6 separate regions of the Mus musculus genome follow, and all the other regions are linked to region 1. Evidence: chromatin contacts called from public HiChIP or PLAC-seq data. All regions are on one chromosome and are shown on one strand. The core of a region is the stretch at or near the end of the contact, and the rest is flanking DNA. Distances in the headings are between cores, read along the strand shown. Region 1 holds the start of Spryd3 (SPRY domain containing 3). Region 2 overlaps Acvr1b (activin A receptor, type 1B). Region 3 holds the start of AU021063 (expressed sequence AU021063). Region 4 has its middle 15 kb from the start of A330009N23Rik. Region 5 has its middle 9.2 kb from the start of Gm52200. Region 6 holds the start of Krt86 (keratin 86).

Region 1 (4,670 bases), core at 1,311-3,810:
ATCCAGTTAGAATCACATGGGACTCGTCTGAGGTCTAAACACATTGATGCACAGTTGGCTTTAATGAATGAGTGCTGGGTCTGGCGAGATGGTTCAGAGTTACCAAACCTGTGTTTAACCCCTGGGACCCACCTGGTGGAAGGAAAGAAGCAACTCCTGAAGCTGCTCTCTCATCTTTATCCACTTAGGCCATGTCAGGCATGCATTCTACCTCCAGTAAATAAAAAGTAAATACTTATCAAAACAGGTGCATGTCACCACACCTGACATTGCACAGTAAATAAACGAGGCACTGCATAAGAGTGAATCGTGATTAGGCTGTGTTTGCTCTAAGTTATTCTATATTGTGTAAAATGGTGGCTTTCAGGCTGTCTTGCCTTGTGTGACTCGTACAAGTAGTATCTGGCTCTACTTGGAGTGGGACTCTGCATATACATACCACTAGCACTACGTATGAATCCTAGACTGATAACTAAGAGTGAAAAGGTGGCCTGGAGAGATGGCTCAGCGGGTAAAGACATTGACTGTTCTTCCTAGAGGACCCAGATTCAAGTCCCATGAATCCATAGGGCAGCTCACTGTCTGTAACTCACACAGATGGTGCATAGATTATATATATCAATATATGATCTATCTATCTATTTACCTATATACAAAACAGACACATACACACACACACACACATATATATGCAGGCGAAGCACTAAAGTAAATAGTTAATTTAAAAAGTGAAAGGTAGGGCTGGAGAGATGGCTCAGAGGTTAAGAGCACTAACTGCTCTTCCAGAGGTCTTGAGTTCAATTCCCAGCAACCACATAGTAGCTCACAACCATCTGTAATGAGATCTGGTGCCCTCTTCTGTATACATAATAAATAAATAAATCTTGTTTTTTAAAAGTGAAAGGTACCACTCTATAAATGGATCCAAATACAAACGATTGAGACTATACAGTCAGTGGGCGTGTTAAAATCACTTAAGTGTCATCAGGTTCAAGAAAAACGGCGGGAAGTGATGGTGCACGCCTTTAATCCCAGCAGTTGGGAGGCAGAGGCAGGTGGGATTTCTGAGTTCAAGACCAGCCTGGTCTACAGAGTGAGTTCCAGGACAGCCAGTGCTACACAGAGAAACCCTGTCTTGAAAACAACAACAACAAAAAGAATGTATTAAACATAATCAGACCAAGAAACACCCTCAGTTGGACCCCATGAGGAAGGTGTCTAACACTCTGGGGACAGTGGTCCCTACCAACTACCTTGTGTGTGCCTCAAAGGACAACAGAGAAATGCTGACTGTTTCTGGGGCTTCAGCCCAACTGGGGTCCACAGCTGATGGAACCTACTCGCATTACGGGTTGCCCACGTATTCATCCATACCCAGTCTCACATTTTGCCTCTGAAGGTGTTCAGCCCTGTGACCTGCAGCTATGGCTGCATCCCAGGCTGGAACCTTCAGCAGCTCCCCAGCTAGGTTTGTTCTCTGGCTGCAGTGACTTTGCACTCTATCAGCTCTTGTCTCTAGTAAGGCCTCTGAACTCTTGAATTATGCTGTGGCTTCTTTAACCCTTTTCTAGCCATGTTGTTAACCTACATAAGTACACACAGGATATGTAATCTGTGACCCAAGAGTTAGTAATTAATATTAAAGTAAAAGTTCATGTGTTTGGTAAGGGCCCATTATCAATGTAAATCAGGTCTAATTGGCAAATTGCCGCCAATGAAGCTGACATCGCTTGCTGATGTATTTGATACTCAATAAATTTAGATGTGGAAAGACACAAATATGTTCGTTTATGTTTCTGACACAGGATGAGTCTTTCTGGAAAGAATATTCAGTCTTAAGAGCAAAACGTTGAAGTCGTCCAAGAATCCCAATTCCTTCCAAGGACAATCATACCCTTTATAGGAGGTGCATGATAAAGATTAGTATCCTTTCCGGTACATTCTGACCCGAGCTAACTTTTCCTACCAAGCCCAAGCCCAAAGAGCACCCGGGTTTCATCCCACTGTGCCTTTTGCATATGTTCTCTCCTGTTCTGGAACGCCTGTCCTGGAATGAACGAACGTGGTGCAAAGGGGTGCTCCGGAGAGAAGAAAGCATGTGGTGCCAGCCGAGTGCTGCCGCTGTGGAGATCAGCCTCTGGCTTCTCACGCGTAAAATAGGAGATAACATTAAAAAAAAATCCCCCCCCCCATGCCGTTAAGTGGCTCAAAAGGACATTCCAGAGAGGTTTTTAGCATCACTTCTGGCTCTGGGAACACGAAGCTCGCGCACGGGCACAGGGACCTACTCCGCCCCAAGGGAGCCGCCCCTTGACCGCCTCCCTGAGCTCCAGGCGTCCGAGGTGGCGTCCGGGCAGCCACGTCGCCTCCCCCACCCTCCCGACACCAGGGTTCCTCAGACGCCGCCGAGTGTTAGGTACCCAGCTCACCGGGCCGCGCTCCGCACCGCCTGTGCCCTGCGATTGGCTGCTGAGGGCGCCCATCTTCAAGAAGCGCTGCGGATTGGTCAGATTTAGCGGTGGGGGCGGGCCTGACGGAGCAGAGGAAGGGCGGGGACCCGGATGTGTGTGGTGGCGGCGGCCGAAGAGCTACAACGCGGAGCTGAGAGGCCTATGGATGAGGAGGACGCGGCGGCCCCGGTAGGCGGGGATCGGGGGCGGGGTCCCGGAGGCCTCGGTCTCTGCAGATCTCGAGGCGGGGGTCCTGGGCGACGGCTGCGGCCTCAGGGCGGGGCCAGGGGCTCCGGTCACGGGCGTTCCTCTCGCCGCGCACCCTCCCCATTGCAGCCAGGGCCTGTGACGACGGGGCGTAGCCTCATTGACAGGTTAAGGCCGGGTGGTCCCGGGTGTCACCTGAGAGACCCCGCGGTCCTGAGGCCGTGCCCGGACCCAGTGCGGCGGCAGCTGCTTGGTGCTGAGGCTGTCAGGTTCTCGAAGATCCGATGCCTTCAGATCTGGGGCTCCGGCATCTACCTGGGTTCGAGTCCTGGCCCAGGGCCCTGGGGGATCCCAGTGCTGCGCCGCAGGTGTCTGCTCTTGTGGGGCATGTGCTGGTCTGTAGCTCCTGCAGAAGAGCCCCAATGTGCACATTGGGATCGAACTCAGCTTAGCCCAGGATTGCTAAGCACCTACTGTGTGTAGGGCACAGTGCCAGGTGTTTGGGAGGCAGGAAGAAAATATTTCTTCATGGTTTTCCCGCTTTTGGATCTCTGGAAGATTTTATTCATTCATTCATTTACTGGCCTTGCTGGTTGTCTAAATACCGAGAGAGTCCCATGTTTTTCTCCGGTACTGCTGCTGCTTTAGGGGCTGCGGCCCTCTGAATTCTGTTACAACTTGGAGTTAAGATCTGCTAAGTTGTTTTTTCTTTTGTTTGAGACAGGGCCTCACTGTGTAGCCCTGTCTACCCTGGCACACACTATGTAGAGCAGGCTGTTGAAGAATTCAGAAATCCGTTTACCTCTGCGGACTAAAAAGGGCTGGGGTTCTGGCAGAAGAGAAGGCTCAGTGAATTGAACAGCATGGGCTTCAGGCAGGGTGGGGGTACACACTTTAATCCTAGCACCCAGGAGGCAGAGGCAGGCCAGAGTTCAAGGCTAGTAAGTTGCAGGACAGCCAGAGGTACACAGAGAAACCCTGTCTCAGAAAAACAAACAAACAAAAAATTCATACCGTTTCTTGTTTACAATTCCCTAGAAGTTTTTCATTACCCTTGAAATAAAATTTAAAAGTCCTGACTGTGGATAGACTCTTGCTTTACCCTGTTCTTTTTGTTTTTTTAGACAGGGTTTCTCTGTCTAAACCTTGCTGTCTTCTGAAATTTGCTTTGAGACCAGGCTGGCTGCCTCTTAGTCATAGATAACCACCTGCCACTACCTCTGGAGTGTTGGCATTAAAGGCCTGTGCTTCCATATCTTGCCACCTTATTCTACTCTGGTTTTTTTTTTGTTGTTGTTGTTTTGTTTTTGTTTTTGGAGACAGGGTTTCTCTGTATAGCCTTGGCTGTCCTGGAACTCACTTTGTAACCAGGCTGGCCTTGAACTCAGAAATCCGCCTGCCTCTGCCTCCTGAATGCTGGGATTAAAGACCTGCGCCACCACCCACCACCGCCTGGCTTCTTATTTTTTTTTAAGATTTATTTATTTTTTGTAAGTACACTGTAGCTGTCTTCAGACACACCAGAAGAGGGCATCAGATCTCATTACAGATGGATGTGAGCCACCATGTGGTTGCTGGGATTTGAACTCAGGACCTCTGTCTGTGCTCTTAACTGCTGAGCCATCTCTCCAACACCTCCTCTCCCCCCTTACCTTATTGTCATTCACTTTCCCTACATACAATGGCTCTGGTGGGCTGTTTTTCTCTGCCATGACACCTTTTTTCTAACCATGGGCCTGAGCAACTGTTTCTTCTGTATGGAATGGTTTTTGTTACACTGTTACACTGCCTGCCTCTCTTTCAGTTTTTCAGGCAGTACCTCAGAGTCTGTCCCTGTCCGCTATTTTGTTACATCTCTGTGGGTTTTTTTTTTTTTTTTTTCTTCCACTGGTTAAAATGACCATTTGTGGGCTGGAGAAATGGCTCAGTGGTTAAGAGCACTGACTGCTCTTCCAGAGGTCCTGAGTTCAAATCCCAGCAACAACATGGTGCCTCACAACCATCCGTAATGGA
Region 2 (4,670 bases), core at 1,212-3,711, 950 kb after region 1:
CCACTCCCTCTAGGCCATGTGTGGCACCTCTCATCACGAGGGAGGGTCAAAGAGGGTGCTCTCCATAGAGAATCTGAATGCCTGCTTCACAAAGTCACTGTGAGGACAACGTGAACTCATGCACATAAAAGTGTTTAATAAACTTAAGCCAGCAGGGCCTGAAAGGCCCCTGAGCAGCACCTGGCATGCATACGCACACCCACTGTGTGCTACACACACACACACACACACACACACACACACACACGCACACAACCACACGCAAGCACTTTTCATCCACGCTGAATACACAGTCCTCACTGGGGTTGATGACTTTGCTGGGTATGGATCACACTGAAGTGTGTGCCCCCAACAGGAAATCACTGCAGATGAACCTGGCGCCTCTCAAAGCTGCAATCCTTTATTTATCTGACTAACAAGAATAGCGCAGACAGTTGGTGCTCCTCTACTGTCTCCCCCAAGCCTAACCTAGCCCTGACCTCCCGGGATGGGCAGGAATGTAGCTCTGGCTACAATACTGAAGCTGGCACTGAAGCTGAGTGCTGAATGAAGTGCTTGCTCGCCCACCAGGAGACAGAGGGAAAGGGGCAAGGCCTCCATGGCACACCCGCCGTGGGAAGACCTGCACACTAAGCCGCTAAAACAGAAAGGCTTGGGCCCAATCCAAACAGAAGCCCAGGCTAGAAAAGCCTATCCTCATCTCTTCTTCTACTCTGGAAGTCATCGCTCACTCTGCATACCCCAGACAACCCAAGCTACCTCAGAGTGTCTATCAATGAGGCAACCCCTCTGCTGTTCCCACTCAAGGACACAGGGACACAAGGACACAGGGTATGAGGCAGCACTGTGAGGCAGGCAGGTAGACGGAAGCTTTTCCATACAGGCAGGGCCTGCTGTATTCTTTACAGTGTGTGAGGAGATCTCTATCTTCTTGAGATGAATTCCCAAGCACACAGCTGCCCGGGAGCAGCTTGGGCTGTACCATCTCTCACAGACAGAGAGTGTGAAGTAGGGACTGCGAGCAGATCGGTCATGAAAGCAATTTCCACAGGAAGCTCCCCTGGAACTCACTCTACTCTTCTAGCTCCACGACTAAAAAAGCCTCAGATCTTCCTCCCAAACTTGTGGGTGAAATTTCTCGCTCGGTCTGTTTTTGTTTGTTTTCCTATTGGTTACTGTATTTGAGACAGTTTTCACTAAGTAACCAGCTGGCCTTGAACTCTCCACCCCCTAGCCTCCACAGTGCTGGGATCACAGGCCTGGGCTACTAAGCCAGGCTCTGTCTTACTCCTCTTAAGAACTTAAAATTTATTCAAGCCTCAGAAAACTTGGCAAGACCCCCTTTTCTTCCTTTGGAGTCCTGCTAATCCAAGAAGGCGCCTTTGACAAGTCCCTTTGTGTCCCTTAGGGGTTCCCCACAGGGAGCACCTCTCAGCACCGTGTTGTGACGTCCAGCAAAGACAACAGCATTGGGTCTATTTTGGGAAGCAAGAAAGGGAAAATTAACAACTTCAAGAGATGACTATTCTGAGCCGAGTGAGACACACGGCCTTTTCAAAAGCAGTCACCTCAGAGTCCATCAATTAGTGGGGCAGAGGAGACGGGAGTCTCTGGTTCCCGATAGCTGTTCCCCCTTCGGTGATGCTGGCCTCGCTCACAGTGATTCATTCTGGAGAATGACCACGCCCACACATGGCTCATTATTTTTGGGAAGTACTTAAGCAGGCCTGGTGTAAGGCAGGAAAGAACAGAAGTGGTGAAATCTATGCTGAAGGGCCCAGGATCAGCTGGGAAGTGGGCCATGTGGGCCTGCAATAAGGAGCGGGCCAAGCAGGCAGGCAAGTCCCTGAGCCTATCTAGGTCTCCACTATCCAACCAGCAAACACCGTTTATCTTACAGAGACAAGAGGGAAGTTAGCCAAGCGCCTGCCAAGTGCTGTGGCTACCCTGAGCAAGGCTCACCCCACTCTCACTGTGTTCACCTTTGCTTTTTACAGATGAGCGGCAAGCCCAAGCAGACACACTGTGAAGATAACCATCGCCATACCCGCACCCTGGAAGGATCTGAATCTACCATAGCAGGAGGGACAGTGGGCATCACAGAGCAACAGGTCACAGAGACCTGAACCTCAAGTGCTAGTTCCAATACTAGCCACATGACCTGGAGCACACAGTTACCCTAACTGTGACAGTCTCTTTTGGGCTGAAGCTGTGAAGGACTGTTAATAAGGCTCACACAACATATAAACATTATATATAGTAATATACTTTACATATGAACCTCCCTTTTAATGTAAAAATTGAAAGAAAACAACCCCAACAAGGAAAATATTTCTTAACAATGACTAGGAAGAGGTGAGCCACAGTCTCAGAGGAAATTGCTAGCTCGCTGCATGGTTGTGGGACTGTGTGGCTTCAGGAAGTCATTGACTATCTCTGCACTTCATTTTCCTCCTGATCAACCGGAAAAAGGAAGTGAAGAAGATGACATCACGTTCTCGCTAGCTACAAGCTCTCTTCCCTCTGGTCTAGGTCCAGAGCACTTGTCTCAGTCAGTCTGCTGTGTCCTTTAAAGACACGTGCACTCACCACTCATCTGCTAATACTCTTCACTGAAACAGAAGAAGCAATAATAAAATTATAAGCATATGCTGAACTTACTATAAATTCATATCCTAAATTTAATTCTTTCTGAAAAGCTAAATCCGGGCTAATGACAACAGCCTCTTGTCATGTTTCATCATGACTCATCAGGTCAAAAGTCTGCACACATGTGCACAGCCACAGGGCCACCTCACACACGTGTACTGCCACTGGGTCACCTGCACACATGTGTACTGCCACAGGGCCACCTCACACACGTGTACTGCCACTGGGTCACCTGCACACATGTGTACTGCCACAGGGTCACCTGCACACATGTGTACTGCCACAGGGTCACCTGCACGTGTGTACAACAACACAGTCACCTAAAACACTCCCTACTCTATCAGCAAGCACGAGCAGTGACTACCACAGAGGCACCAACTCACTGTGTGAACAAGTCAGCAGATGAGAGGCCTGTCTCACACATGCAAGGCCCTGGGCTCGGTCCCCGGCATTTTGAAATATATAAAAATAAATCAAATGGCCAATCAAATGGGGGGGGGTGTCAGAACACGAGCCCTCTCTCCACAGCACAGACTCTGTTATTGATGAGTCTAATTAGTCAGAACTGAACTTGAGACAAAACCACCTCGACAGGACTACAGCATGGGTCAAAGTCTGTCTGACTAGAAGGTGGTTTGTGGTAGGATGTGAATGCAAATCTGATTCAGAAAAAGGTTGTTTTGAGAAAAGCCAAGTCCCAGGATGAGCTGACTCTGGCTTCTGTGTGCTGTACACACAGTCTCCTGTGTCAGGAGGACACAGAGGCTCAGGCTGCGCTCAGCTGGGAAGTCTCAGGAACCACTACAGAGCCTTAGACTCACAGTGCCACAAGATATCGCAGGGGATACCCAAAACCTCAGAAAGTTAGGAGCACGCTACACAGCAGCCTGTTCTGTCCAAGAATTGGTTATGAACACAACCAGTTCTCTAGCTCTGAAAGCTAGAGCGACCATGGTCCTTAGTTTATTCATTACTCCTTAGGGACACTGGACAGTCTATCAGGACAGTGCATGCGGGGGTTTGTGCAGCCCCCACGCTGCAGTTTCTAACCCCACTATACACCGTGTGAGCAACAGCAGCCTACAGCATCAGGGCCCACCACTTCTTCCCTGGCCCTCGCCCAACCTCCCTACAGCTTTTTGGTGTTTGTTACGGGCACCTCTCAGGGTTGTATCTGATGGGTGTGCTTTTCTGACAGGCTGATATTTTCAGAATCCAGGGCCTCAGGCGAGCTAGGTAAGAGTTTCACTACTAAGCCATTTAAGTAAGTTCACTAGGGATAACACAAAGACATGAAGCTGGCTTTCTCAGATGCTGTGATGCTCAACTGATAACATTAGCAAGAGTCCACTCTTCTGTGATCTGCATTCTCTGTTATGTGGTCTCCACACAGCTCAGAGCTGAGGCAGACATAGTGGAACAAGGCCTTAGAGAAGGTATGGGGCTCACAAACGGTAAGCAACCTTACAAACCCAGTTGTCCTAGAGAACCCATAGTGTTCTGCAGTGTCCCTGTGACACTGCCCAGGACTCCTAACTGTCAGAACCACTGGAGACACCTTCCCAGTTAAACCCCCATAATTCTACCTCCAGCAGGTCATATCCATTCTTAATGCTCTCACCAAAAGACCTCACTGAGTATTCCTGCAGCTTCCTCTAGTCTAATCCTTCTGCCTTCTGAGCAGACAGCTGTGCCATGCACACCAATGTAGCTCCCCATCCTATTTTTAAGAGGCAGGTCTGCATATACAGCGAAAGTTCCCTCTTGTTGTTGTAAGACAGAACTTACAAGTTCGCCTGGAACCTGGATCTTCCCTCTTCAGCCTCTAAAGTCAGGTTTCCAGACAGCTACCAGTGCAGACGTTGGTCTTTGACAGTTCGTGTTCTGTCTCCTAGTGCCCTTTATTCAGACATTCTTACCTTCTTAGAAACCACCAAACCATTAGGTTGCCGAGGCTTACAGAAACCCCCCAGTCACCTCTCCTTGGTGGCTTAGCCTTCACTGTGGCTCCCAGTGCTACA
Region 3 (4,670 bases), core at 931-3,430, 910 kb after region 1:
TGTCTTAGATACCATCCCTCAAGCTCTTTGTTACCATGGCTGCCAGGCTGTGGGAGAGGCGGGGATGACCCACAGCCCAAGTCTGTCGTCAGTGGCGCCCAAATAAGAAGCAAAAGAGGGAAGCAGTTGGTTGTCTAGCCACCACAGACGGAGCCTGGGGCTCCACATTCGGACATGAGACACCACGCGTGCTCTTTACATACATCATTACAAACCTTATGAAACAGGTACCATTATCATCCCTCCCAGAGGGGGAAACTGAAACCCAGACAGAAAGCACCTTGCTAGGAGGGTTGCTCAGTGACCAAGTTGACAGTCCAAACAAGGCAGCCCCATTCTGGAACTTCTGCCTTACTCTGTGATGCTGACTTCAATGCTTCATCGTGAGGTTGAGCCCGACTCTGTGCCAGGGGCTGGCTAGGCACTGGTGTGACAGAGGTGTTTGGTCTGGGAGCCGGTTGCATGCTGTACATGTGCTGTGTAAGACCCATACCATGGGGGAGCAGAGGCCAGAAGGCCATATCTCAGAGGCCAGAAAAGACTTTCTTCTACCCGTTCATCAGTCTGGCTGTCTCCTTGTGTCTTGCCTCCCCTCCTCCAGCCCCCTACTCTCACCCAGGCCCCTGTGCCCTCACTACACAAGAAGTATAAGTGGGAAGGGTGGCTTAGGGACTATGTTAGCTAAGATGTCTCCCTTAATGCTTCTCTCCCTGATTTAACCACCAAGTGGCCATCGGTTGAGGGGCCAAGGGAGAGTCAGTGGAGAAACATGGGACTCTTATTGAGAGCATTAACACAGATGGACCCCTGGACCGTCTGTTGCCTGACAGACGGCATCTGTAGTGGGGGAGGGGGTGGGGAGTTACGAAGGTAGAAGACAGAAAAGTTTGTATTGCGTTCATTCTAGTTCTTATCCACGAAAGGACCCTCCCCCCACACACCCCCAACGAGATCCTGTGCCACCTATGAAGGTGCCACCTGCCTACTCTGGAGGATTAGTGAATGCGTATCTAACAGCCCTGTTGACAGAAGTCCTTTGTGCTGATTAGAGGTAAACACCTCTTCCCCCACAACCCCAGTTTGTGCAGGTCCGATTGCCTCTTGCCTCCAGGTGAGAAGCCACCACAGGGAGCTGAAGTTCTCACCTAAGCAAGAAGGTGCTAGAAAACCCAGAGCAAGTGTGAGCCCAGAAAAGGCAATTTCTCTAAGTCCTTGGCATGATTTTCTCAAATCTTAGGATTTCAGAGCTGGAAGAGGCCTCATGTTCTGGAAAAGACGTGTGTGGTCCAAGCCCTCCTGCCTGAGACAGCAGTCAGAGAGGGAAAGACTGCCCCGGAATGGATTTAGGAACCCAGGACTCTTGACAAAGACTGCTAATTCAGCAGCTGGCAGCTGGGGAGCGGACTGCCTGATTCCTCTGCGGTTCCACAGTTTCTCCAGGGAGGATTGGAGAGTCCTGGGTGCCTCCCTGTGGGATGGTGGCACCCTCTGCTGGTCGTGAGCCTTGTGGTGGAACTATCTCCAGACTCAAAGCCGTCTGGTGCTCGGCGCCACCTGGAAACCTTGCCATATTTTGGGATCCCATACAGCATTTGTTCCTCCAGGAGGATCTGTAGTGAGCTGGTAACTGAGTTCACACTGAGGAAGTTGTGAGGAGGGAGATGCTGCCGGTTAAAAGTACTCCACAGCACGGCTCCAGAGCTCAGCCTTCTCTGCCCCACCTCCTCTTATGCCACGCCCCTTGCCTAGCATCTGTTCCCCTCCTCCAATTAGCCTTACCCAGGCCTCCTGCCTCTCCAGAATGTCCCTTACCTCCTCATGCCTCTTAGCAAATCCCCTGTGGATCTGCTCCTGAGAAATCTATACTTCGTCTGCAACTTATGTCGAAGCAGGTGTCTTGTTCCCAGGGAGTTCATGTTTCCCAGTTCTTTGGCTCCAGCTGCTCCATCCTAAGATGGGGTTTAAGGGTGGGGGGAGGGGAGACCTGGGTAGCATGGGATTAGTAGAGGCTGTCTAACGGACAAAGCCCCTTCTCACTTCTTTAAGGACAACCCCTTGCCAAGTCTCCCACCAATCCACAATTCCCTGTGACCCCACAGACCTGCTTAAGTTCTGGGGAACCCTCGGAAAGTTGGAGCACTAGAGCTGCGAAAGTTCAGACGCTGTAGAGTCCCAGTGAGTCAGTTACTTCAGGGCACAGAACTAGCAAGGATGAATAAATAGCTCTATGGATGCCGCCTCTGCTTCTGTGTGGGAGGGGGGAGGGGAGGGGATGGGGAGGGGAGTTAGCAGCAAGAGAGGGCCTGGGGCTCAGCTGGCTCTCTGGTACACCAGGAATGATGGGCTGGGCCTCAGCTGCATGACATCACTGCTTGCAGGAGGTATAGAACAGCCGGTGGGCAGCTGGCTGGGCAGGGAATGCTTGTTTTCTTAATGACTCCTATTGCCTAACAGCGTTCTCGCGGTACAGTGTTGTGTTGGTGCTGGGGCCCTGCTGCGGGAGAGTTCTAGCAGGTCTGATCCAGTACAGTTCAGAGATCTGACTCCCAGGAGGTCTGTAGGTAGGAGCCAGGTAGATAGGACAGTTTGTGTTGGATATGGGTGTCTCCTGGTCTAGTCCCATCCAGAGGCCAAGCATCTGCCTCTCGAATGGCCAGGTTGGAGTGACAGAAGGAAGGGACACTCAGTCTGGTTTTCCTCAGAGCAGCAACACGTCACTCATGAGACATGGAATACATATTTCCTCACCTCTCACTTTAGCAGGAGAAATGCAGAAGATGGAAGCTCTTAGGGCAGGAACTCCACAGACCTCTTCCCTGTTGGCAAATGAACACCTGCTCAGCGTCTAATCCCTGGCTTTTTGGGTGGTGGTGGTGGGCAGCATTGTGTATCAGGCTACCCAAACCCCAAAATGCTCATGCTAGAACAACCCCCCACCCCCGCCCCTGGCCATGGCTCTCTCTGCCACTGACTTCAGACAGAAGTCAGCATCCCCTTTCTGCATGGCTGTCTGATCGTGCCTGAACCTGTCTCCTGCCCCACTGGCTGTGTCTCTCCTCACAGTTCTAATGGTCTGCTACCACAGAAAGTGCCTCCCTACAGACAAGCAGGGCCACATCACGCCCCTGCTTACAATCAGCTGTAGTGTGGAAGCCGGTGTCCCACAGACTCAGCCCTCACTGTGATACTAAGTGGTGGAGGGTTTAGGAGGATTGGTGATTCATTCAGTCAGGAGGGCTCTGTCCTTGTGAATGGAACAAGCACTGTGCTGGGCAGTTTTGTGTCAACTTGACACAGACTGGACTTATCTGAAAAAAAGGGAGTGTCTGTTGAGAAAATGCCTCCAAGCCTGGTGGTGGTGGCAGTGTGTGACTTTAGTCCCTGCACTCAGGAGGCAGAGGCAGGTGGATCTCTGAGTTTAAGGCCGGCTCTACAGAGCATGTTCCAGGATAACCAGAGCTACACAGAGAAACCCTGTCTCAAAAAACAAGCAAGCAAGCAAACAATCAAACAATGCCCCCATAGGATCTGGCCATAGGGCGTTTTCTTAATTATTGAATGATGGGGGAGGGTCCAGCCCTTTGTGGGTGGTGCTATCCTTGGGCTGGTGATTCTGGGTTCTATAAGAGAGCAGGCTGAGCAAGCCAGGAGCAATCCATTAAGCAGCACCCTCCATGACCTCTGCATCAGCTCATGACTCCAGGTTCCTGCCCTGTTTGTGTCCCTGTCCTGACTTCCTTCGAAAATGACCAGCGCTGAGGAAGTGTAAGACAAGTTAACCCTTTCCTCCCCACCATGCTTTGGTCATGGTGTCTCATCACAGCCATAGAAACTCTAAGACAAGTACTCTTATAAAAGAGTCTCCCGGGAGCCTGTTTCCCTTCCTGCCAGAACGGGAAAAGCACCATCTTCCAGGACCAAGCTCTCTGTAAACACTGACGCTGTCGGCCTCTTGATCTTCAGCTTTTCAATCCCTAGAAATGTTAGCTAAAAGTTTGTGTTTATAAATTATCCATGAGAGTGGTGGTGCAAGCCTTTAATCTCAGCACTTGGGAAGCCAAGATAGGTGGATCTTTATGAGTTTGTAGAGGCTAGCCTTGGCTACATATTGAGACCCGATCTCAAAAAACAAAACAAACCAAACAAAAACAAACAAAAAATCTCCAACAAACAAAAAATCTCCAACAAACAAAAATCCAGGCTAAGAATATCTTCCCATCCTTACCATGAAGACTGTCTTAGGGTTTTAGTGCTGTGAACAGACACCATGACCAAGGCAAGTCTTATAAAGGACAACTTTAGTTGGGGCTGGCTTACAGGTTCAGAGGTTCAGTCCATTATCAAGGTAGGAGCATGGCAGCATCCAGGCAGGCATGGTATAGACAGAGCTGAGAGTTCTACAGCTTCATCTGAAGGCTGCTAGTGGAAGACTGACTTCCAGGCAGCTACGGTGAGGGGCTTAAAGATCGCACTCATAGTGACACACCTACTCCAACAAGGCCACACCTCCTAATAGTCCCACTCCCTGGGCCAAGCATATTCAAACCATCACAAGGCCTGAACCCAGGGACTCACATGTTTTAGGGATAGTGTTCTTACCATAGCTTGGACTTTTCTTGTTTGTTTTGTTTGAGATGGAGTCTCACTGTGTAGCCTTGGCTCACCTGAAA
Region 4 (4,670 bases), core at 758-3,257, 900 kb after region 1:
AACCTTAGGTGTGCTGGGGTAGAAACGATTCATGCCTCTGGCCATCAGGGGCCGCTCTGGAGGCTGTGGGAGGACTGACCTGCTGGCACAGGTGATTAACTGGATCTTGTATGCTGTCCCCGGTTGCCAAGAAACGGGTGTTCCTACTGCTCTCAGCCACCGAGCCAGCTCTGGTTACTGCTGACAGGCCCCACAGAGGAGAGTCAGGCAGGCAGAGGGTGCCAGAGGAGACTAAGTCCTTCCCTGTGCAGGCAGCGTGGTGGTTCCCCTTAGAGAACCTGGGTTACCTTTGGGGCCCCTGTCCTCTGGGCCTTGAGCTGTACTCGGAAAATCCAGGACCCATAAACTGCCGAGGAAGGTGCAGAGTACTGCGCGGGAGTGAGAGGGTGCGGGAGGTGGGAGAGGGCCCTGCAGGCTCCCCTGTTCCCCAGCCTTTATTCATTTATTTTCTGTGGCTTTGGGAATGGAACCTGGGCCTCTCACATTGTAGGCCAACACTCTACCACTAAGCGTTAGCCACAGTCTTTTTATTTTTCACTTTGAAACAGAGTTTATACAAGATCTGGAGACCAGTATAGAACTCACCCTGTAGCCCAGGCAAGTCTTGAATTTCCAATCCCCCTGCCTCAGCTCCACGAGTAACTGGGATTACAAGCGTGCATCCCCAGGCTTGACAGATATTAAGAGATACAGAAATGGGTGGTCATACTCATCAAAATCATGATTATCATGATGCCCAAACACAGAGCCGCGTTAAGACTTTTCCTGTAGACCAGGCAGGGCCACTTCCCAGGAAGGGCTGGGGAACCTGAGCTATGGCAGGCACTCAGGTCACTTCAGGAGCAGCTGGCCGTCAGCTGATCGTCCTAAGGACCATTCATCATGCCCCCAAGTCCATTCTGCTGAGCCATGGTTATTTCCGAGTGTGGACAGAGCGCAGGTTGTATAACAGGCTAGAAGCTAGGAGATGGTTTGAGGGAAGCTTGTGGCAGGGTTGGGGTTGTTCTCACCTTCTCCAGTCAGAGTAGCACCTCAGAGCGGAGGAGGAGGAGCCCCGAGGCTTGGAAGGGAAAAAGGGAATCCATCACTGAGGAGAGCGACACAGCCTGTCAGCCTGCTTCCTCCTTCTGGATCCAGAAGATAGGCCATCCTCCCTTCCCACGCATTAATCCCTCTCCCCCAAGCTCTGCCTTTGCTCGAATCTGCCCTGTTCCTGGGCGGGGGTGGGGGGTGGGGTGGGGGAACCCTGTGCCAGTTCCCACTGCTCTCCATTCTCCAGTGGGTAGTCTGGACTCAAATACACCTTCATGGTGTGTTTCCAGTGGCTTTACTATAAGGAAATGCAAGAATATCTTCTTTGAGGTGTGGTCGTGACTTCAGAGACCATGACAGGGGACAAATCGCTGTGGTTTGAATGCCAGCCCCGTTCGCATGAGCCGGTCTACAAACCAACTACTTCATGCCTCACCTTCTCCCCTGAGTCACGAGGATCTGAGCAGTTTGTATGCATGAGGCACTTAAACAGCTCCTGGCCCAAGGTCAGCCCTGTGTAAGTGTTGGCTATAATTAGACAATATTTTCGGATCACTTTCCTCGGCCTTGGCTCCTAATAAGCACTTGGTGAAAGGCACTTGTTATTTTTATCTTCCTTCTCCCTCGCTAACTTAATCCCTTCCACAAACCCACCTTCAGTTAGCCTCCCAGCAGTGAAAGTGTGTGTATGTTACATTTCTCTAACGTTTACACTTACAAAACACTTCTGTTCCGACCTCGCGGCAAACCCGGGAGCTAGCAGCGCACTCAAATGATCGCTGTCATGTTGCAGAGCCAGGAACAGGGTGTGATCTGTCTAGTGGCATCAGCTGCTAAGGGGTGTGTCCAAGCCACCAAGCAGGGTATTCTGACCTCAGGCACCGGGTGCTTGCTTCTGGATGATATGGCCCGGGGCATGCCAGCTCCAGGCTGCCAGGACAGATTCGCTAGGGGAGGGAGGAGAGCCCCTACTGGTTCCAGAACTGAGAGCACTCCCAGAGTGGGAAGAGCCTATGTTCTTTATAATTATCCCCCATAGCACCTAGAAGCTTACCAGGAGCTGTGTGGCAGTGCCCTCCACTGGCCATAAGTGGTACTGTCGGCTTTTAGAGGACGGAAAGGTAGCTCTATCTACACATAGTTATAGAAAATACCCAAGGCCTAGGAGTGCCAAGTCCTCTGTTAGGAATCACAGAGGTCAAACGAAACTCTCAAAAAGCCTTGGGCATGGGGCAACTAATTGAGAAAGAGACCCAACATTGACCTCTGGTTTCCACATATTCACACACACACACACACACACACACATACACACACACACACACACACACACACACACACACACACAGGTATATCCACAGGCATGTACACACATGAACTTAGACATATACAATGCACTGGGCATGGTGACACATATCTGTAATCCTGGTGCTCAAGAGATATGAGGATCTGTGTAAGTTCAAGTCTAGCCTGCTCTACCTATCGATTTCCAGGCCGGCCAGAGTTACATAATGAGACCTTTTCAGAACAGAACAGAACAAAATAAAAACAAAAGCAAAACAAATTGAAGTCACCTTGTGCTATCTATTGAATTCCAGGTGAGTCTGGGATACATAACAAGAACCAGTCTTTTAAAAGCGCTAGTCTTTTGTGAAAACACATCATTCTACTTAAAGAATCTAGAATATATATACACACACACATATACATACACACACACACACACACACACACACACACACATATATATACACATATATGTATATGTATACACACACACACACATGCGCGTGCAGGGAAATGCCAGGTGCCCAGAAAAAACAATGAGGCCATGCAGGGCTGGGAAGAGAGCCCAGTCAAAGAGGCAACAGCCTCCGCCCCTTTCTTTCCTTGATGGCACAGGAGGCGAAGCACCACGTGGCTCCAAGGGTCAGGTGGCTGGAGACCCATCCTGCTCAGGACAATGGGCTGGAATGGCACACATGTGGCGCCGTACAGAGCTTCACCTCAGCCTATGCAGTGCCTGCCTGCACCAGGTTCACAGGGGCAGACATAAAGGTTTCACAGAACAAGGACTCGAACCTGACTTTGCCTGGCTCCAGAGTCTAGGCTCTTAACCAAACGTCATCTCTTGAAGAATAAAAGAAAAAGGCAGGACACAAATGTATTACGAACGAGCCCCACTTACCTTACTTATATGCTTAGAAAACAGGCTGTAGGGACTGGTGGGATGACCACCCGTGGGGAAGGGCCCTTGCCACCCCACAAGGGGGTAGGAGAGAACTGTCTCCCACAGGCTGTCCTGTGGCCTAGACACACATACTAACCAAATAAATAAAACATAATAAAATTTTTAAAAGAAAAAAAGATTGAAGTCTATATAGTCTTTGGTAGTGTGCTAAGACCCGCTCTCAAAACAAAACTAACAAACAAGAAAGGGCTGAAGCCCGGAAGCCCCCTAGGAGCCCAGGTGACAAGGTGATCAGGCGACAGTGCCCGAGTTTGGCAGCAGAGGGCGACGCCGCTCCTCCGCTCTGCCAAGAGGCGGGGACCACAACCCTCGCCTGCATCTTCCTCCCCAGTAGGGAGAGTCTTGTCCTTCCAGGCTGGAGCTTGGAAGTGGGAGGGAGGCTCTCCCCACGGGAAAGCGATGCCTCTGAGGTGGGAGGCCAAGCCGGAGGGGTGGGGTGGGGTGAGGTGGGGTGGACGTGGGCAAAGAGGGCCCATGTGTGCAAGAAGGGCCCGGGTTGTGCGAGGGCCCGGGTGTGCAAGAGCCCAGCAAAGGCGGAGAGGGCCTTGTCGCATCTCCCGGACTTCTGAGCCACTGAGATTGGCTGCTGTGGGACGGCGGTTACTCACTTGGGCGCCGCCACCTGCTTCCCTCCCAGCTCCCTGTGGAACACTAGGCAGAGTCCCCATGTCCACCCACACCCTGCTCCTGGCGGCTCCACCTCCAGGAGAAAGCCTGCCTCTGCAATTCAGCCGTCAGCCTGTCTTAGAGCAGGCGAAGGTGGTGAGAGCGAAGCCCAGCTGACTCTACTCGGGTGTCTTCTCTCCATTCCAACCCACTTCAACCAGGTCCAGAACTTGCATGTCAGCCCTGCAGTCTCTCCCTCAGCTGTTGGGGCAACTGGAGTCTGAGATTTCCTACTTCCGTCGCTTAATTGTTGATCTACGGATGAGCCCAACCTGCTGCGTGCTTCTGCTCCAGTATCCACCTCCTCCCCTCATCCAGAACTCTGACAGCCCCCAGCACCCCTGCAGGTCCCACGTATAGGTTCTGACCAGCTAGCCTCCAACTGGTTGGGGACTGGGCATCTCCAAGAGAATCTTCACCTTACACGTGTTTCACCCAACAGTATGGAGGGGTTCCGGACCAATGGGAGGCATAGATCCCCCTGGTCTCCCACCCCCAAGGGAAGCTAGACCTCAGTAGCTCTATCAATACTTACAGCTCACGGTTCTGGTGGGAATGGATTCTAGATCAAGGATTTGGATCTAGAGTAATCTATATTCAAAATCCTATCAATACATCCTTACCATAATATCTGGTGTTTTTTTTTTTTTCTTCTTCTTCTTGGTTTTGATTTTTGTACCTTTCTTGCTTTCTGAGACAGGGTCTCAATATGCAGCTCTGA
Region 5 (4,670 bases), core at 1,533-4,032, 810 kb after region 1:
CTGAACTGCAGAGGCTCAGACCAGCAAGCTAGTCCTGTGCCTCTCTCTCTCTAGATAGCAGCTGGCAGGGGTTTTAGGATGGAGAGGGGGTTTCTGTAGCAGGAAGAGCTGGACTCTAGTGCCCAGGCTGGGTGTCCTGGTGGGCTGCAATCTTGGCCTGAGCCCAAACTGTCCAGTCTTCCCTGGCTCAGCTCCCAGTTCCTCATCCAGACCTGGTCAGTGAGGGGTTGTCTCCTTTTGCCTCTGCTGCAGGGACTTAGGTGGGATGGTAGTAGTGCTGGTCGGGGGTGGGGAGGCCTGTGATCCCCTCAAGTTGGACCATTAGAGAGGGGTGGGGATAGGTGTGTCTCTCCAAACGTTAATATGTCCCTCTCTTCATGTTTCAGATATAAACCCATCCCATCCCATCCCAAACCCTGTCTCTCAGACTGACACACTCACACCACAAATTCCAGTGTTACCCAACCCTGACCCTACTCCACAGCCCCTCCACCATGGTTCCTGTCCATACTCCGGAAGCACACTGCCTTCACCACTGACACAGCCCTGCTCCAAGCTCCAAGCTGCTTCTGACCTCACTGCCCACCTGGGCCCAACCCACAGCCACCATCTGGAGCCCTCTTCAGAAAGCAGTGCCTGGGGTAGACCAGAGCAGTGGGATAGATGCCCGCATGCCCGGCCTGTGACTCACCACAGGGGAGCAAGGGCTTGAAACAAGACAATCTTTCCCTGAGGTCCCCCAGCAGTTCCATTCCAGGACTCCCAAGAGTCATATAGATTCCAGACCTACTGTCCCGCTGTGGCCTGCCCTATTTCCACAGTCAAGTGTACTGTGCTACACAGCTAGAAGCCCTCTGCCTCACAGCTGGAAGCCCTCTGCAACAATACCCTCCCACACCTCAACCCTCAGCAACCCAGGCTCCTGGAATAAAGGCCAAAAGTTCTTCCCAGCCCCCAGATCTTCCTGCTATGGAAACCCCCTCTCCATCCTAAAACCCCTGCCAGCTGCTATCTAGAGAGAAGCACAGGGCTAGCTTGCTGGTCTGAGTCTCTACAACCTCAACCACTTCCAAGGCAGCTGCCATAGCCAGCTGAGGGGATTCTGAGCCCCAGCTGAGGCCACATTCCACAATCCCTGACACCACTCCCTTCAGCTTCCTCTCACCCTCAGCCCTGAGGAGGCAGGGCCATCCCTGGTGACTCTTTTCTGGGCCTGTCACCATCATATGAGGAGCCCTGGCTTAGAGAGTGGTGAGCCAAGGACACACACACACACACACACACACACACACACACACATACACACACGAGGCCCTGTCATGTCACGTCACTCAGTGGGGTTGAGGCTGAAGCTCTTTTACCCAATCCCAGGTCTCCATATAACCAGGGCTCACACCAGAATCCTAGCCAGGAGTCACAGCCACTTGTGGGCAGTGGGAACCAGGGGAGACAGGAGATTGGGGACAGGTAAGGCCAGGTCCCAGGCCAGGGTGTCCCAAGTAGAGATGCAGATTCTCATAGATTCTCCAGTTCAGTTCAGTTCAGTTCAGTTCAGTTCAGTTCAGTTCAGTGAAGAGGTTCTTCCTCCTAGGAAACCCGCCCTGCTCTCCAGCAGCCATCATGGCCCAGGTCCCTGCCCTTCTTGCCCCCACCGTCCAACCTCAACTCACCCCATGTTCATCAGAGGGATGATTCTCCCTGTCACAATGTGGGTCTTTCAAAAGCCTGGGTTAATAGCACAACCCTCCAAACACTTCCGCCTTCAGCCTGCAGTCCTCATCACGGAGTGACCCTCAACCCACCACAGCAACCAAGAATCCACTGTCTGCCAGCCACACCCAGCCCAACCCAGCAGGACCCCATGATGTACAAAATGGTGCCCAGGCACAGTGAAAGCCATCTTTCCTTCCAGGCCAGCCCCATACTCCTCCAGCCCATGTTAGGCCTCCCTATAGCCCTAAGGCAGGCTCCAGGTTCCAGCTCCAAAGGCCCTCTTCCCTCTCACCCAGACTCCCAGCAACAGCTTTGGTATTCTTCACACCTGGGCACTCTTTACACCTGCACACACTTCACACCTGCACACATACTTCACACCTGGGCATTCTTCACACCTGGGCACTCTTTATACCTGGGCACTCTTTACACCTGCACACTCTTCACACCTGGATACACACTTCATACCTGCGCACTCTTCACACTTGGGCACTCTTCACACCTGCAGCACTTCACACCTGTGCACTCTTCACACCTGCACATACTTCATACCTGGGCATTCTTCACCCCTGGGTACACACTTCACACCTGCACACTATTTTCACACCTGCACCTCTGAGCAATAGGTTCTCCAGCCCAGCTCTCTCCACCTGACATCCCCTGCCACCCTGACTCCGAACTAGATCCCCACCCCACACCCCTGCATGTCCAGCACATCCCATGATGGTCCTGTGGCAGGAGTATGTATGGTTGCTTGAATCTCACTTATAAGAAGAGTGACATAAGACTCCAAAGCTGTCCTTGAGTGAAAATGTGGAAGGGAGTGGGGGTGGACAGGGCCAGACTCAGTCTTTTACCTGAGTCCTTACAACACAACTGTGGGGACCCTAGGCCTGAGAGAGTCAGAGGAACCAGGACATTTACAACTGACACCATCACTGACTGCCCTTCTCCTCATGTACACACACACACACACACACACACACACACACACACACACACCTTTTAAACCATGTGTGTATAACCCAGCTCTCCCAGGCCTGCAGCTTCCTCACACCACACCCAGACCTGCTGGGCAGGCTCAACAGCCTCTCTTGTCCACCTCCCGCAGAAAAGCTGCCGCAGCCCTGCCCCCACTGGGAAACAGCAAGTTCCACGGAGCAGGAGCGCCCTCCAGTGGACAACATAGGACTAGACCTCCTTAGGCTCTTGGGACCGAACCAGAGCTGGTGAAGAAAGCCACCAGGCAGTTGGCAAGGGTGAGTGAACTAGGAAACAGAGGCAAGCGGTGCTGCAGCTTGAGTCTTCCTTCAACTCAGTGATGGTTGGACTGGAGCTCGAAAAGTAGGCAGAGTAGTGCCCTGAAGCTGATGAGTGAGATTGTGACGTGGGCCTGGGCTGAAAGGTGAGGGAACCAACGGAAGGGTTCCCTTCCTGTCAATGAGTTTGTACAGGAGGACCCACCCGTGGAGTCCCTGTAGCAGGCAGAAGTAGGGCTTAACCAAACCTCTCTATATAGCCCCATTACTCCACCCTCCTCTCTAAACAGCTTTCTGGGGGAGCTGCCGGTAGCCCTATGAGCCACTCGAGAGGGGCACCAGTGTGCATACACAAGAGAAACCGACGAACTTGCCAAACAGGCCAAAGCAGTCCTCCAGGTGAGGTCGTCAGGAACCCACAGAATCTTCTCCCACCTATGAAACATACATGGCTTAGATCAAAAACCCTAAAGTAAGTTGAGCAATGGCCCCAGAAAAATCTACCTGGGAGGATGACTTCATCTGGAGTATGCAAGTGAGATCCCCTCTAGTTCCCAAGTGAACCCTAAATCTAATGACAGGTATCCTTGTGAGAAACTGACAAGAAGAATACACCGGCACGTGGTGAGCTCAGAGCAAATCTACGAGGACTGCGGAATCCTCCAAGCTGCTAAAAGCCAGCAGAAGGAGGCAGAAGAAGGGTCTGCCCTGGAGCCTTCACCAGGGCCACAGCCCTGCAGACCCCTTGATATAAACATGGACTTACAGACCTGTGAGGTAATCGATTTCTGGTGTTTTAAGCCACCAAGTTGGTGAATCCTTAGGACAGAAAATTAAGACACTCGTGAAAATTAAGTATCTCTGCAAGAAGGGGCCGTGACTATGGACTTAGAGCCCCTAAGGGGAAGGGGCGTGACTATGGGTTTAGACCGCCCCCCAAGGGGAAGGGGCGTGGCTATGGGATAGCCCTCCTAGGAGGAAGGGCATGACTATTGATTTAGCCCTCCCAGGGGGAAGGGGCGTGACTATGGGTTTAGACTGCCCCCCAAGGAGAAGGGGCGTAACTCTGGGCTTAGACTCACCCCCAGGGAAGGGGCGTGGCTATGGGATAGCCCTCCCAGGAGGAAGGGCATGACTATGGCTTTAACCTCCCAGGGGGAAAGGGCGGTGACTATTGACTTAGCCCTCCCAGGGGGAAGGGGCATGGCTATGGGCTTAGCCCTCCCAAGAGAACCATGAGGGCATCTCCATGAGGTTCAGGTCTAGGATTTAGCTCAGCAAAGTGGGGTAAGGGAAGATCAGGAATTCATGGTCATCCTGGCCCTCAGCCAGCTCCCGGCCCACTTACCTACAGGAAACCGTCTCAAAGGCCCCACCGCACCACGCCTTCAAAAGTTGAACACTTCCACACTTGCTCACCTGGCAAGCACCTATTGACAATATCATGTAATTGGGCACCTTCATTCTGCAGATGTCCTGAGATTTAACAGTCCTGGGGACTGTTCTAGTAACATTCCTATTGCTGGGGCTAAGACACCATGACCAGGTCAGCTTATCAAGTGTTCATTTGGGCTCACAGTCCCTGAGGGTTAGAGCACATGGCCCTTGTGGTAGGGAACATGGCAGCAGGCAAGCAGAAATGTATTTGCATAGCCGCTGAGAGCTTACATCTTGATCCACAAGCATGAATCAGATGCG
Region 6 (4,670 bases), core at 1,625-4,124, 660 kb after region 1:
CGGAATGACTGTCTACAGACTACTCGATGTACTTCTACCTGGCTGCTGCCTTTACCTCGTCATACATTCTCCTCAGGAAGTCGGTCTCCTGGGTCAGTGCCTCTGCGTTGGCCTCCAGGTCTGACTTGCGCAGGTAGGCACAGTCCACATCCTGGGAAAGAGGGAGGTGTGAGCCTCATCGTGTCCTAAACTCTTCTCTCTCTTCATCTGTCCCAGAAGCACAGCAGAGAAAGACCCCTGTGTGCAAGTCATCTCTGTCCCCACTTCCCAGCATGCTCTTGACAGTTCCACAGGTTTGGAGACTCTCTGGCTCTCAGCCTCCAAGACATCTTCCCTCTTCTTGCTCTTTGGTTCTGTTCTGTTCTAAAAAGCTTCCCAGTTGTCCCCCAGATCTTCCAATTGATCCAGCAGTGCTTCAAGAGGTCAACTGGACACTCCTAGCAATCCTCTCAACCCTTACACACTGTCTTGAGCCCTAACATTCTGATCAGACTAGTAGAATGGATGTAAACCACACCACTTTCAATGAACAGAATGAAGCCCTGTGGCTCCTGGAATCCCAACCATACACCCCATGATGAGGGAAAGGCACATCAAGGCTAATACATCCAAGGTCCTGCATCAGAGCAGAAGGATCCAAAAGACATTCCAAACGTATTCATGTCTCCATGGGTTTGGACTACTGACTCTCTAGATGCCAACCTTCCAAATGGCTGTTGCCCTCACAACAGCCCTTTGTCATAGCCCTGGGTCTGACATTCATTGGGTCATCTCTCTGAGATTTTTTCCTATTTTGATGTGTGAAGATAAAAATTCATGAAGGGTGACCACAAGTACAGTGTGTCCCTCAATTGTGTTGTTCCACCTCCCACCGTCTGCTACTTGCCTTCTTCAGAGCCACAAACTCATTCTCAGCTGTAGCTCTCAGAGAAACTTCCTCCTCGTACCTAGGACAGAAATAGGGGACATGATATGGGTGGTTGAAATCCACACCCCATGCAGGGAACTCAGGGAAAGAGCCCTCAGAGCTCTTGGTCCTGATAGGTCTTTCTGGAGGAACCTGGGCTATCTGGGAGTGGGTGAAAGCTAGAAGAGAACCAGTGCTGTTCCGAAGACAACCCAGGAAGGAGAGGATGATTTGATACCAACCTCATCTGGGAGGGAACATCATGGGGTTGGGTACTGCGGCTCCAGCCTCCCCCCATTTATGTCAGTCCCAGCCCAGCTGCTGAACAGACCCATCAACAGACCCAGATTTCAGGGCTGAGTACCCAAGGCAGTGAGACAGACAGCTTGGCTCATGACCCTCCTACTTTCCTGAGCAGAATCTGTTCAGGGATTACAGTGCAGAAGATCAAAGTGAGAAGGAGCTGGAGTGGGGGCTGTGTCTATCCTCCCCAGAGAAGGCAGAGCTGTTAGTCGCACTCTGCAGAGGGAACACTGAGGCAGAAATTGACGCTCCCCCATCCTCTCCAAGGAACATCTGTGCAGATATTTCACAGACAGCAGGATCCTACAATGATGTCAGCCTGGCTACACTTCCACAACCTGGGCTTTAATATACGGCACATTTTATACCAGCACCACAGCAGGCCATTCTCACCTCTTCTTGTAGCCCTCCATGGACTCCTGCGCATGGTTGAGCTCGGCTGCCAGCCTCCCGCTGTCGGCCTCCACACACTCAGCCTCCCGCCTCAGCGCCTCGATGTAGCCCTCGAACAGAGGCTCCATGTTGCTCTCACAGCACTTGCGGTTCTGGTAGAACTGCCACTTGGTCTCCAGCAGCTTGTTCTGCTGCTCCAGGAAGCGCACCTGCCATGGGAGACAGAAGGGGTTCAGGGCAGATCTGGGCTGATGGTGGAGAGGAAGTAGAGGGACTCTGGGAAGGAGCCCTTATCTTGGTCCTGCCTGACTTTCCCACTGGGAGAGGGCACAAGGGACATGGTCAGTGCCTACACTCAGGAGTCCAGGTGGACACTTCATTGTCCTATGCTGGGCTCAGCGATCTCTGAAGCCAACAAGTCAGGAGTCCCCACAAGCAGAGCACCCATAGTCACATCCCAGGGACTGACAAGGAGCCAGGGAGATGGTGTCACAGGCCATTTAGATGCACTCACTAGGAAGGCCTCTGTCCATCCCTCCAGTAGTCTGCACCCTTCCTGTCAGCCCAAGTGCAGCCTCCCTCCTTGGGTTGCCCCAGCTCCATGCTGCAGCCCCTGGGACTCCCTGTAGTCAGTTTGTACCCAGGACAGCCTGGCCACTTCTCTTGGCCATAAGCTCTGCCTCTCAGGACTCACAGGTGAGCCCTGTGCATCCTCTCTCTTGAGACTAGAGGCTCAATATGAGTGGGCTTTCTGCCTCCTGTTCCCTCAGTGCCTGGCCTTGGCTGTGACATGCTGTGCTCCGGGAAGGGGCTGGTCCAGGACACCGACCTTGTCGATGAAGGCCGCGAACTTGCTGTTGAGACACTTGATCTGCTCCTTCTCCTCATGCTTCACACACTGAGCATTGGGGTCGATCTCCAGGTTCAGGGGTGTGAGCAGGCTCTCATTGACAGAGACTGTGGTGATGCAGGGTGGGCTGGGCCCGCAGATGCCTCCAGAGCGGTACCCGAAGCTGCGTCCACAGGAGCCAGAGCGGAAGGCCCCACAGACACTCTGGCTGCCGAAGCCCCCTGAGAGTCCTCGGTAGCAGGAGATGCCCCTGTAGGGAGCTGCAGAGATGCAGCAGCGGCCGGGCCTGGGCCCACAGGCTGAGGCGCAGCTGAAGGCACGGCCACCACAGTAGGATCCGCAAGTCATGGTTATTTAGGGAGAAGGGCAACTCTGAAACTGGAGACGTCCAGGTGGAGGGTAAAGTGGACGTGAATTCAGTGTTTACCTCTTTAGGTTTGTTGGCCTTTTATATATGTGGGGACCCTGACTGTGACCACGTGGTCTGAAGCAATTAGATGGCTTTATGAGCTTGGCTTGTTTAGTTGCTGTGGCTCCTCCTTAAATGTGCTAAATTGGTGACCATTTGCTGGTGTTTGTGGTCCTTTGCCCTAAACTGTTCAATTTCCTCCTTCAAAGGGCCAGCTCACCCCCTCCATGCCCTGCTCCTGTGCCCAACACACAGAAACGAAGCTGGAGAGACAGTGTAGGTGACTCATGCTACAAGGAAAATGAAAAGGGGCGGAGCTGTTGTTCCAATCAGGGACTGAAAAAAAATGGCGGCACCGCTGTCCGAGGTCCTGACACAGCCCAGCTAGGGATGCGGGTGGCATGGAACTGGTGGTGTGTTAGGTGAGATGCCCCACTTGCATAGTTCTTCTCCGTGCCCCTTAAAGCTCCATATCTGGATAACAGTTAAGTTAGTCACCTTCTACCTCCTCCATCTCTCAAGCCCACTGATCCTTATCCTTCCCTTTCTTACACACAATTTCCACGAACTAATAGGCTACATGTCTCTGTTTGACACACACACATCTGTGGACACAAACAATACCTAGTCCATCTTGGCTATCTAGGACCAAGGGAATGTCTTCCTTCCATCTTCCCTGAGGCCTAAGTGCTCTCTGGCTCACTGGCCCCAGAAAATCCCAACATTGCTGAGTATCTAAGGTCTTCATTTCACCTCAGGTTCTTATGTCATCCGTGGGGTGACCTTGCTGTGGGTATCTACACAGTATTTGACTCAGTATGTAAAATCCAGTAGGTGACATGAAAAGATCATGAAGTCTCCAACTGTCAGTCGAGCCTCTGATACTTGCTGCACTATGAACACCTCTCCTTCTCATACCATGAACCCCCTAACCTTCCCCAATGACCCTCCCACTTTGTAACATCAGCTTGCCAGTGGCTTTGATGGTCATTAAGACATAACTGTAGCATCTAGCGTTACCCATCCAGCATGGGCCTTGAACAAACAAGAGCTGGGTAGGCCAGAGGCGCAGCCCTGACTACCTCTGACCCTGAAGCAGGTGCTTCACTATGCTGAAGTCTGGCAGAGGCTTCACCTCCCCTGCCTGTCTTGGAAGTCTGAAGGGGTACGTACAGGCTCTGTAAACTCCAGAGCACGGTGCGATAGGCTGTGCCCCAATCCTTTTCAGCCGCTCTGAGCAGTGTTTTCTCAAGAGTTCATGTTGTTTCCCTCCAATGGGGAGAACCATCATTTTCAGTCACAGAACAGTCTAGAACAAAGCCAGCCAGAGCAGAACAGAACACATCATTGTTTTGCTTATGTCACGACTGTGCCCTGACCCTCTGGGTCAGCCATGTATGCCTGGTGTTTATTGTGTCATTACATACAATTATTCCTTCTGGAGCTGCAATTTTTGAAAAGTGGAAATACACGTTATACCAGTTGAGGACACAGAGTCAGATTCCAAAGTACCTAGTTTTAAATCCAGGCTCCACCACGCTACCTTACCAGATAACTCCAGGCAGCTACTTAGCGTCTCTGAGCCTCCATTATGACTTGTAAGATGAGGATAATACCCATCTCATAATGTTGTTGTGAGGATTAAAGAATTAATCTTCACTAAGTACTTGGGCCTGAGCCTGATCCACTCCAAGGGCACAAACAGACGTGGGTTTGTTGTTGTGCAGTTGCTGTTGGGGATATGTTGACAGCTTTGGTGGGGTGCACTCACTCACATCCCCAAACCCTTATGTTCAATTACCAGTAAT

Evidence for each region. HiChIP or PLAC-seq counts read pairs in DNA pulled down with a chosen protein or histone mark.
Region 2: a contact with region 1 is called in an H3K4me3 HiChIP or PLAC-seq map of bone marrow-derived macrophages, with 7 times the contacts expected there. The contact joins the enhancer-like site here to the promoter of Spryd3 in region 1. A contact is called at or near these places in 4 of 39 promoter capture datasets (the C10 cell line, HPC-7-derived erythroid cells, embryonic stem cells and 1 more) and 2 of 115 datasets of contacts at active chromatin or transcription factors (bone marrow-derived macrophages and pancreatic cancer cells).
Region 3: an H3K4me3 HiChIP or PLAC-seq map of bone marrow-derived macrophages shows a contact between it and region 1, with 5 times the contacts expected there. The contact joins the promoter of AU021063 here to the promoter of Spryd3 in region 1. A contact is called at or near these places in 7 of 39 promoter capture datasets (the C10 cell line, HPC-7-derived erythroid cells, cranial neural crest and 4 more), 5 of 115 datasets of contacts at active chromatin or transcription factors (astrocytes, bone marrow-derived macrophages, embryonic forebrain and 2 more) and 1 of 9 other capture datasets (liver).
Region 4: an H3K4me3 HiChIP or PLAC-seq map of bone marrow-derived macrophages shows a contact between it and region 1, with 4 times the contacts expected there. The contact joins the enhancer-like site here to the promoter of Spryd3 in region 1. A contact is called at or near these places in 10 of 39 promoter capture datasets (3T3-L1-derived adipocytes, the C10 cell line, cranial neural crest and 5 more) and 12 of 115 datasets of contacts at active chromatin or transcription factors (astrocytes, bone marrow-derived macrophages, differentiating embryonic stem cells and 9 more).
Region 5: an H3K4me3 HiChIP or PLAC-seq map of bone marrow-derived macrophages shows a contact between it and region 1, with 7 times the contacts expected there. The contact joins the enhancer-like site here to the promoter of Spryd3 in region 1. A contact is called at or near these places in 7 of 39 promoter capture datasets (the C10 cell line, cranial neural crest, embryonic stem cells and 4 more) and 7 of 115 datasets of contacts at active chromatin or transcription factors (astrocytes, bone marrow-derived macrophages, embryonic forebrain and 4 more).
Region 6: an H3K4me3 HiChIP or PLAC-seq map of bone marrow-derived macrophages shows a contact between it and region 1, with 4 times the contacts expected there. The contact joins the promoter of Krt86 here to the promoter of Spryd3 in region 1. A contact is called at or near these places in 2 of 115 datasets of contacts at active chromatin or transcription factors (bone marrow-derived macrophages and pro-B cells).

The regions. Positions count from the first base shown.
Region 1 is chr15:102,134,105-102,138,774 of GRCm38.p6, reverse strand. Spryd3 (SPRY domain containing 3) reads left to right here and starts at 2,560. Exons shown (of 11, transcript NM_001033277.3): 1 at 2,560-2,639. The coding sequence starts at 2,617.
Region 2 is chr15:101,188,767-101,193,436 of GRCm38.p6, reverse strand. All of the region lies in intron 1 of Acvr1b (activin A receptor, type 1B), which reads right to left. Among named protein-coding and RNA genes, the nearest start is that of Mir6962, 2.8 kb to the left of the region's middle. Within about 2 kb of position 2,461, at least 80 of the 459 cell types and tissues checked have an H3K27ac peak or open chromatin away from gene starts, as enhancers often do. A contact at or near this core is called in bone marrow-derived macrophages and pancreatic cancer cells, where this site is marked.
Region 3 is chr15:101,218,757-101,223,426 of GRCm38.p6, reverse strand. AU021063 (expressed sequence AU021063) reads right to left here and starts at 2,180. Exons shown (of 3, transcript NR_045996.1): 1 at 2,102-2,180; 2 at 1,813-1,949; 3 at 1,272-1,638. A330009N23Rik (RIKEN cDNA A330009N23 gene) reads left to right here. Exons shown (of 3, transcript NR_045328.1): 3 at 1,238-2,236.
Region 4 is chr15:101,238,303-101,242,972 of GRCm38.p6, reverse strand. No RefSeq gene overlaps it. Among named protein-coding and RNA genes, the nearest start is that of A330009N23Rik, 15 kb to the right of the region's middle. Within about 2 kb of position 2,007, at least 195 of the 459 cell types and tissues checked have an H3K27ac peak or open chromatin away from gene starts, as enhancers often do. A contact at or near this core is called in 3T3-L1-derived adipocytes, bone marrow-derived macrophages, differentiating embryonic stem cells and 6 more, where this site is marked.
Region 5 is chr15:101,325,648-101,330,317 of GRCm38.p6, reverse strand. No RefSeq gene overlaps it. Among named protein-coding and RNA genes, the nearest start is that of Gm52200, 9.2 kb to the right of the region's middle. Within about 2 kb of position 2,782, at least 62 of the 459 cell types and tissues checked have an H3K27ac peak or open chromatin away from gene starts, as enhancers often do. A contact at or near this core is called in bone marrow-derived macrophages, pancreatic cancer cells and trophoblast stem cells, where this site is marked.
Region 6 is chr15:101,471,682-101,476,351 of GRCm38.p6, reverse strand. Krt86 (keratin 86) reads right to left here and starts at 2,874. Exons shown (of 9, transcript NM_010667.2): 1 at 2,433-2,874; 2 at 1,604-1,812; 3 at 887-947; 4 at 56-151. The coding sequence starts at 2,801.